2 separate regions of the Mus musculus genome follow, and region 2 is linked to region 1. A link is a contact called in public HiChIP or PLAC-seq data. All regions are on one chromosome and are shown on one strand. The core of a region is the stretch at or near the end of the contact, and the rest is flanking DNA. Distances in the headings are between cores, read along the strand shown.

Region 1 (4,174 bases), core at 243-2,742:
GAGAAGTATGTCCTGGAATTAAGTGCTCTTCCCTGATTCACATGGCTAACGGCAGAACCAGAGCCAGGACTCTGTCTCCTGATACAGCTACAGGCCCTCCTATGCAAAACAATTTCCCTGGTCTCTTCAGCAAAGCATGGAAAACAGAATTGAACGAAGCCTATTATGCAGGCAAGAAGAAGGTGTTACCTCCATTTTATAGGTAGGAAAACTGAGCACAGACTCCATCTTTGTTAGGGGGATTTATACACCAAGGAACATTTGGCCATATCTGGAGACATTCTTCAATGTTTCAGCTGGCATATTATGGTGTGTTCATGGAATTTTTGAATAGAGGCTCAGGGATGCTGTTGGGCAATATATTGCACACACTATCAGTACAGCAGCCATCTGAGGGTGGATAGACTGTACCACAAAGATTTTCATCAGAAAGTTGTCTGAAAAGCCAAACTCATTATTTATCTTATCATTTGAAAGCTTGTTATCACTTCTGTGTTCCTATAGCCTCATACATAGCCATTTTCCTGCCATCTCCTTGCCAATCTATGTGCCATGACCACAGAAAGCCAGTTTGTCTTTGGGGCTCCAGTCATGCACTCCTGTGCTATATTGATGCCTGTTTTACTTTCTTCAAGTGTCCAGCCAGAGCTAGGCTGCTTCTCCTCATGGTTTCCAGGAGCAGCTGCATCAGGAAGCTTCTGCGTGCAGTGACTCCATTGTGTATGAAATGGAATTCATATATAGTTTGTGTGGTCCTCTGGAAGAGTTTGCAGGCCATATGCATCCCCTGGAATCTATGCATAGAATCTGTGGTCCTCTGGAAGGGTTTGCAGATCATATGCATCTTCTGGAATCCATGCACAGTCTGTGTGGCCCTCCTGAAATGTTTACCCATCTCATGCACCTCTGTTCTAGCGCATCTGTTCAGTGGCAGGGATGAGATGCATTGGAAATGGACACGAAGCTATCAGAGGTTGGGGGCCAGCTCAGGAGAACAACATGGCCATCTAACTGTGAAGTCTGATTTTGGCTGGATTCGTCCAGCTTCAAATATGTCCTTGTTGTAGCTTCCAAATGCATCTTTTCATATCTTAAGAAAAATCTTTAACTGGGAAATAAGAAGATCTGCTCCCTTTACATATACCTTTGTTCTTTACTTAACTTTATGCTGAAATCCCACTGTGTGTTTCCAGTGATCATGTAGGGTCTGTCTATATGATCAGAAAATTGTTTTTCTATGCATCACCATCTTAGCCAGTTCTGGAGGCTCCTTGTTTTAGCTTTATAAATCACTACAGCTGAACAGATTTTGGAAAGACTCACAAAAGCTATTTTGAGGATTAAAGGGGATAACAGGGGTGAAGAGGTTTTCTCAACTATCGAACTTTCTATACTGTGAAGAGTGGCATGGGGAACTAAGGGGAAGTGGAGCTACCACTTCAAATTGCTCAGAGCAGTACCTATCTCCTTTAACACCCAAGGTCATCCCTTCCAGAAAACAAACCAAACCTCAACCACATTATTCTCTATGCAGATTTTATCTCCCTGGTACCAGGCTGTGTAACCGTGATGATCATTTTCCAAATTAGAACTTTAGAGAGAGAGGCTCTTTAGAGCTAATGCCATTTTGAGGCAATTTAAATTGGTGTTATGCCTGGTCAGAGGCAGCCACAGACAGTGTGGGTTAGATTGTCTCCTTTTGCTTTCCTCTGTGCTGCTTTGGATTGGCTTGTGATTTCTGCATTTGGTGGAAGTATGCACAGTGAGTGTGTAAGGCCAGGTTGAAGACTGTGTTATTTTAGAATGAATAAGAGGGAGACAGTTCATATCTTATCACTCCTTCTTCTTGCTTCTCTTCACTGCAACATGTCATGGTTGCTTCTAAGGGGAACTAAAAAGAATTAAAAATTAAGAAAAAAAAGAAGGGTGGCTTCTTTTCCATGTAGAAAACTGATCTGGTATGTGTTGTACAAAGATGACCTCCAGATATTGCCAAAGGCTTTAGGACTAAATTATCTTTTCATCACACCATGCAAATAACATGAGAAAACAAAACTTTTTTATTTTATGCATCTAAATACACATGTTTATTATTTGGGGGTCAGAGGTTGAATGCTCCTTCCCCAGGGCTTCATACATGTTAAGGAGACCCTCTAAGCTTTTACCGCTAAGCTGTGCCTCCAGCCCCAAGCTGTCCTTAGATGTTAGGTTTTGCTTTCATGTTGTAAGACCCAGCACATCTTAAATTTCCATGTAACTCAGTTCTTAATAAAGTCAGAGTCTCTATTTTTAGCACCTAGTCAGAATATACATACTATATCTTTCCTGGCCATGTAATTATGTGTCAACAAAACTGATTTTGTTTGACTCAAAAGATTCACAAAACAAAATTGAAGATAAAATTCTTCCAGGGAGAATTTTTTTTTTAGAAGATGTAAAGGCATTGGCAATATAACGATGTTCTCCATTCAATCTTCCTATGAGATAAATGTGGCCTACCATAACTGAGTAATACTGTGCACCTGGACCAGACTTGATGCTCATTATGTACCAATGATTGTCTGAGTGCGAGGGATACAGTACAGCTTAGGACCAGGTAGTCCTTTAGTTAACTTCCTAACCTGATCCCTGCATTCTTGCAGATGTCTTGGGGTCCCCTACAGTGAGTCATGCGAAAGGGAGAATGCATTCACAGGTGGAGTCGGTGGACCTAGGTTCTGGCAAAAGCTTTATCACTGACAAGCTCTCACCATCCTGTTTTCTTGCTTGTGTAAGTGATGGAAGTGACGACTAGCCGCTCACTTATCTTACAATATTTCCAGGGAGAAACCAACATCCACATCATAAGAGGTAAGGTTCTGCAGTGTGGTCCCGTTGCAAAGAAACTAGGGTTTTACTGAGTGTTTATTTCTTCATACCAGATTCATTTTTGTTATTTGTATACATGTTTTGGGGTGCTGTACACATGAGTACAGATGCTCTTGGGGGCTGGCAGAGGGCATCAGATCCCCTGGAGCTCAGGTTACAGTCACTTGTAGGCTTCCTGATGTAGTGTTGGGAATTGAACTTGGTATATACACTCTATATTGAATCAACTCTCCAGCCTTAGCCATTTATTTCCTTAATGTTTCCACAAGCGTAAACATGGAGAAAAGTCATGTCTGAGGTAGCAATCTGTATCCTGTGTTTGACTGGTTGGTCATCTGATTACAGTCATTAACATTTTTGTTGTGATCATTTCTTAATCTCCAGACAAGAGATTCTTAGATGCTCAGGGGTTGTCAAGATGGCTCAGTGGGTAAAGGCACCTGACACAAAGCCAGACAATCTGAGTTCAATCCCCTGGTCACATACGATGGTCAAGGAGAACTGATCCCCCACAGGTTATCCTCTGAGGTCATACACATGTGTGAGATCACACATACACACACACATAAAATAAATATATACAACATGATAAAAAGATTGCATATTTAGTTGTTTAATGATATCCATTATCTTCTGTGAAGCAGAGCCACATATAGCTTTGAGTGAAAATTTTCATTTTGTAGCATATGGGAAAGAAAGAATTCAAGGCCAACCAGGCACCCTGAACTCAAACCTAACACATCTTTCTGTGAACTAACTTCTATTCTGACACCAATGGCTCCCACACTAGATTTAGTCATCAGCACTGCCTCTTACCATTGCTGATCCAACTCGGCTGACTTTGATGGGGTTGCCTCTGCCAGAAAGGTCCATCTCAGCTTTGTCCATCACATACAAGCAAGTATCCAGGATGCCGTCTTCGAACTGTTTGGGAGATAACAATGAGAGACTATTTAATCTCCACTTAACAAAACAAGATGAGCTGAGTCCAAAAATAAGATGTCACCACAGCCTACTGCTTAGAAATGTGGAGGGACCACCTGTAACTTTTAGCATGAACTATTGAAGAGAAGGAAAGAATGCATCCTTTTCTTTTTTTTCTTAACTTTTCAGTAAAGGAGAAACATAAAGGAAGCCAGAAATCTGAACAGAACCAATAGAGAGCCAATGTACTCAAAAACCACACACTGACTCAAGAGTCTTTAGAACACTCTACAAGTTCATTAAGATCCTTGCAACAGTGCTGGAGAGATAGCTCAGCGGTTAAGAGCACTGACTGCTCTTCCATTGGTACTGAGTTCAATTC
Region 2 (4,473 bases), core at 1,002-3,501, 340 kb after region 1:
GTGTTCTACAGACTTTGACTTGATTCAACACCTGGCACCACATCACAGAGTAACTGCAATGCCCAGAAAAATTCTCTGTGCTTTGCTTATTTACCACCACCACCCTTGTCTCTTTTAACCCTAAGTACCCTCTGTCCTTTTCTCTGTACCCATACTTTTGCCTTGTCCAGAGTTTTATATATTTAGAATCATGTCGTCTGTCTGGAGACCTTTCAGACGGGCTTCTTTGACTTGTTTAAGTTTTCTTTATGTCTTTGTATGACTTCTTAACTCAGTCCCTCTCACCACTGAGTAACGCCATTACCTTTACTTGCTACATTTTATCCATTCACTTCTTGATGAGCAACTTAACTGCTTCCACGCTTGAGCAGGCCAGAATAAACCTGCTGATAGCATCAATGGTCTGATGCTGGTTTATTGTATGAGCTTCAGCTTTTACCATCTTTGGGTCCAAACCTCCTGAAGAGTTTGTCTGTTGGGTGGTGAGAACATGCTTGGCTTTGTGAGAAGTTGCCAAACCATCTTCCAAAGGATGCAAGGCAGTGACGAGCCCTTGACTGAAATAACCTCATCCTCTAGGACGGGCAAGTTTCCTTGCAGAGTCACATGGAAGGATGGACTCCAGCATCTCTTCTACTTAGATCTTTCTGGCCAGTTTTTTAAATGCCTTGGTCCAGCTCTCCCTCACATTTGGGCCACATCAGTTTCGAGAGCTAGATCTTATGATTGGCCATGGAAGCACCACCCTTTTCCTGACAGGGCAGGAAACTACCCTCCTGTTTCACCTCACCAGCCAGAACCTCTGACCCTCTGGATTATTCGTCTGGTATTAATACAATGGGTTAAATATAATACCTTCTGTGGTATTAGAATACATCATCTTCCTCCAGGAAAGCTGGAGGATATATAACACTAGGAGATAGTTGTGAGTGTGCGTGTGCAGGTGCGGGTGTGTCCCAGCCAGAGTGGAGGCTCTTGCAGCCCACGTTGCATATCATATGAGAGCTACTATCCTGTGTTTGCTTACTCCTATGGACTGGTTTTCAGGACTCACCTGACAATGAGGGTTTCATAAGGCTCCTCCCCCTTAGCAGCCAGAACTATAAGCTCTGCCTTCCCAGAACTATAAGCACGCCAGCATCTTGGCTTAGCTTTTAAGCCTCTTGACAGCTGTGTTTATTTGGCTTCTTGGCATCTCACTCTTCACGTGCACAGCTTAAAGACTGAGAAATGGTTTGGAGAAAAAAAATGCATACTGACTCCATTTTCTTTGGTTCCCATCTCGATGTGTTTATGGTCCATCAAGTCCTGGCAACCTTGCATCCTGAACTCCAATTTTTTTGACGGAGACAAGCAAGGAACTGTCACTCTGTTTTGATTCTATACCCCAGAGGCCGTTGCATGGCTCAACAAATGCTCCCATGACACAAGAGGAGCTCTAAAGGACTCACTTGGCTGCATTGCCCTCCTATGCCATTCTGGTCCCTCTAGAGTCCCGCATCTTCGATTGCATCTTTGATGCTCTCAAGCTACTAGTTCATACTTTTTTAATTCAGCCGTTGGTTTTTTAGTACAAGGCTTTTTTCTGCTCTCCTCCTTCAGAGCCAGAAATGGAAGCCCTCCCTCTCTGTTTTTCCCCCAAGAAATAAAGCAGGTGGCACATTCTCTTATTTGATAAAAATGTCTTTCTGGTGGCTTTAAATGTGAAAGCTAATTTAACAAACAGCAAACATTCACGGTTCACAAATAACACCTTTTCTTAAAAAAAAAAAAAAAAAAAAAAAAAAAAAAAAAAAAAAACAAACCTGTAGCTTTGCTCTATCTTTAATTTGGCCACTTAATGTTTCAGAGGAAAACTCTAATGGAGGCTCAGTTTTTTGATCTTTGTAGCAGGTATAACAGGTGTTAAAATTAATTCAATTAAACCTAGGAGCAAAGCAATGAGAACGCATTTGATAAGCTACCAGTCTCTGCACAGGTTTTCAGAATAGAAGGTAGAGAGGAATTGCTCAGTCCTAGAACCGCAGCTACCACTGAGGAAGAGGTTGGTAAGGGTGTGAGTATGTGAGGGGGGGGGCGGGGGGGCGGGGTGACTCTGGGAGGGGGCGAGGAGGATGCTAGGAATGCTGGGCCCCACAACTTCCTTGTCACCAGCTGTTTCCGATTCAGCTCAGCGTTGGGAGGTGAGATGAGAAGCCTCTTCAGGCACCTTGAGATGTTTCCACCTTTTCCTTTCTTCAAGCAGAGTCACACCCAGCTCTGCCAGGTCCGGAACTCCACCTCTAACTCCACAGAGCTCAGCCCTGCCTAGAGCACTGCCTTTAGCCTCCTTCTCCGCCCTCCACCTTCCAGGTGCAGGCATTTCAGTCAGGAGCCACCATGCCCAGCTCTACTTAGAGATTAAGGGAATGTTCCTGCTATGGTCTCTTATTTATTAGCATTTATTGAATGACTGCGCTTACAAAAAATGGTCTCAATGAAACGAGGTCTGCACAGAAAAAATAAATAAGATAAGGAAAAAATAAGGACATATACAAAGATTGTGACTCTGGGTGAATTCTTTTGTTTATTTCACCAAAATTTAGAAATACCTGCATTACCTTTTTAAACAAACAAACAAACAAACAAAACTATTTCTAGAGACCATCTCCATACACAACAGTGTGCATGGTATGTAAGTGTGTATTTTTAACTTACATTTATGCAAAAACAATCCGTGTGACAAAAAAAAAAAAAAAAAACCTGGCACAGCCCTCCCCCACGCTCCCCCACCCTTTCCCACCCTCCCCATCCCCTCCCCCACTCAGGAACAAAAAGCCCCTCAGTGTTCTTATCTAATAGTGACTTCTCCTGATATATCTGTATCATATTTTCAAGAAAAGGCCGGTTTCTGACCTGTGATAGGCCTACCTATGTGTTGGGTAGATCCAGGTCCACACCTTGCACCTGTGTGCCTCTGGTCCCCTCGAGAGCGCAAAGTTAGACCCGCCCTCATTCTGCCCCTTCCTGTGCCCGGGTGTTGGAGTCCTTTCCTTTCAACTTATCCCTTCCCCATGTCTCTCCCTGAGCCCCGGTCTCACTCACAGCCCCACTAGCCCGGCCCTTGGCCCACATTAGACTCTTTCATCTCCATTTTGTGAGTTTATCCCCGCAGATCCCTGCAAACTCCTGGAGGTCAGAGCTGAGCACCTCTGTGTTCCTTTTTCCAGGCAGGTTGTCTACACATGCTATTAAACTAGACAGGCGCTCTTCCTCATCCCTCCTTTCCCACTCGCCCAATGCTCAGAAATCAAACAAAGCCAGAGGGACCAGGACACGCCCTGGAGGAGCAGGAGGGGACCTGGGACCAGCTTCTCCTGTCTATCAGTAATTAGAGCGGTGGGGGAGGGGCTGCCCTTGGCACAGACAGGTCCTTAAAGGCTGCTGCCCCAGAAACTGCCTTCAGATCGACAGCCAAGGGAATCGCGATGAAAAATTCATCAGCTTCTTACTTTCCGCGGCCCAGCTGCGCCTAGCAGATGACCTCGGCGGGGACAAGCCCGCTGTGAGACACCGTCTGGTCGCTTCGAGGGGGCCAGCCCAGGCCTGCCGGGGAGCACTGCACCGCTGGGCTTTGTGCGTGCGCCATGAGCACGCGCCTATGAGGCCTAGAAGTACCACCGAGGTTTGACTGCTGGGGACCAGAGACAGTCATCGGACCTTTTGGTGCAAGCTACTGGGAGCCAGAGTGTCACTCTCTAGCAGGCGCCTGCGGTCCATCTTGCCCATCATACACTGTCCTACACAAGGCGCGACCTACTAGTGGAAGCAATACCAATTGGGTGGGCACCTGGGATCGTGGAAGCCCTGTAAGCTATAAAACTTCTAACCCTGGAGACTGGTCATCCTAACTAGACCTTACTTTCATGCCACCACCTCCCACCTTTGCTGGCCCCAAGCTGCCTCCTGAAGTTCTGGATGGGGTAGGTTCTCTTGAGCTGGGGTGGCCTGGGAGGATGACAGAGATCCAGTTGGGGAAATGCTACTGAGTTGCAGGTTTCTGGAGGCCTCTCCAGCCCCTGCCATCTGGGCACTGCACAGACAGACGCTGCGTGGGTCCCTAGAGCTTGCCACCTCCGCGCCACACTGCCAGCCATGCCGCTGCGGCTGCAGAAAAGCCTCACGTCCGAGATTGCTGGACCGTGGGTGGGGGTAGGGAGCGCAAAGCGAGACTAGGCGCGGGAGGCGGGGGAGCGGGGGGCCACTCCTGGACTCTGAATTTTAAAGTTGTTTTCTTGCAATCACACTTTAATATGCACCGATGTCTGGTCTGCGGACCACGCAATGTAGTGAGATGCCATGTTGGCCTCTTTGGAATCCGCAGTAGGTTTTTTTGTGCTGTTCTGCTGGGGAATCAAATGTGGTGATTAGGGAAGTTTTATATTCAGGTCAGGCTTTCCCAGGACTAGAGAATGTACTACAACTTAGGCCAAC

Evidence for each region. HiChIP or PLAC-seq counts read pairs in DNA pulled down with a chosen protein or histone mark.
Region 2: a contact with region 1 is called in a CTCF HiChIP or PLAC-seq map of CD8 T cells, with 6 read pairs. The contact joins two enhancer-like sites. A contact is called at or near these places in 1 of 15 datasets of contacts at CTCF or cohesin (CD8 T cells), 4 of 484 Hi-C or Micro-C datasets (bone marrow-derived macrophages, cumulus cells, muscle stem cells and 1 more) and 5 of 115 datasets of contacts at active chromatin or transcription factors (CD8 T cells, embryonic stem cells, neural tube and 1 more).

The regions. Positions count from the first base shown.
Region 1 is chr13:36,964,334-36,968,507 of GRCm38.p6, forward strand. F13a1 (coagulation factor XIII, A1 subunit) reads right to left here. Exons shown (of 15, transcript NM_028784.3): 6 at 3,685-3,792. Gm30489 (a long non-coding RNA gene) reads left to right here. Exons shown (of 6, transcript XR_873245.2): 5 at 2,643-2,850. Among named protein-coding and RNA genes, the nearest start is that of Gm30240, 23 kb to the right of the region's middle. Within about 2 kb of position 1,493, at least 5 of the 459 cell types and tissues checked have an H3K27ac peak or open chromatin away from gene starts, as enhancers often do. A contact at or near this core is called in CD8 T cells, where this site is marked.
Region 2 is chr13:37,308,265-37,312,737 of GRCm38.p6, forward strand. No RefSeq gene overlaps it. Among named protein-coding and RNA genes, the nearest start is that of Gm40913, 23 kb to the right of the region's middle. RefSeq lists an enhancer at 2,702-4,473. Within about 2 kb of position 2,252, at least 27 of the 459 cell types and tissues checked have an H3K27ac peak or open chromatin away from gene starts, as enhancers often do. A contact at or near this core is called in CD8 T cells, where this site is marked.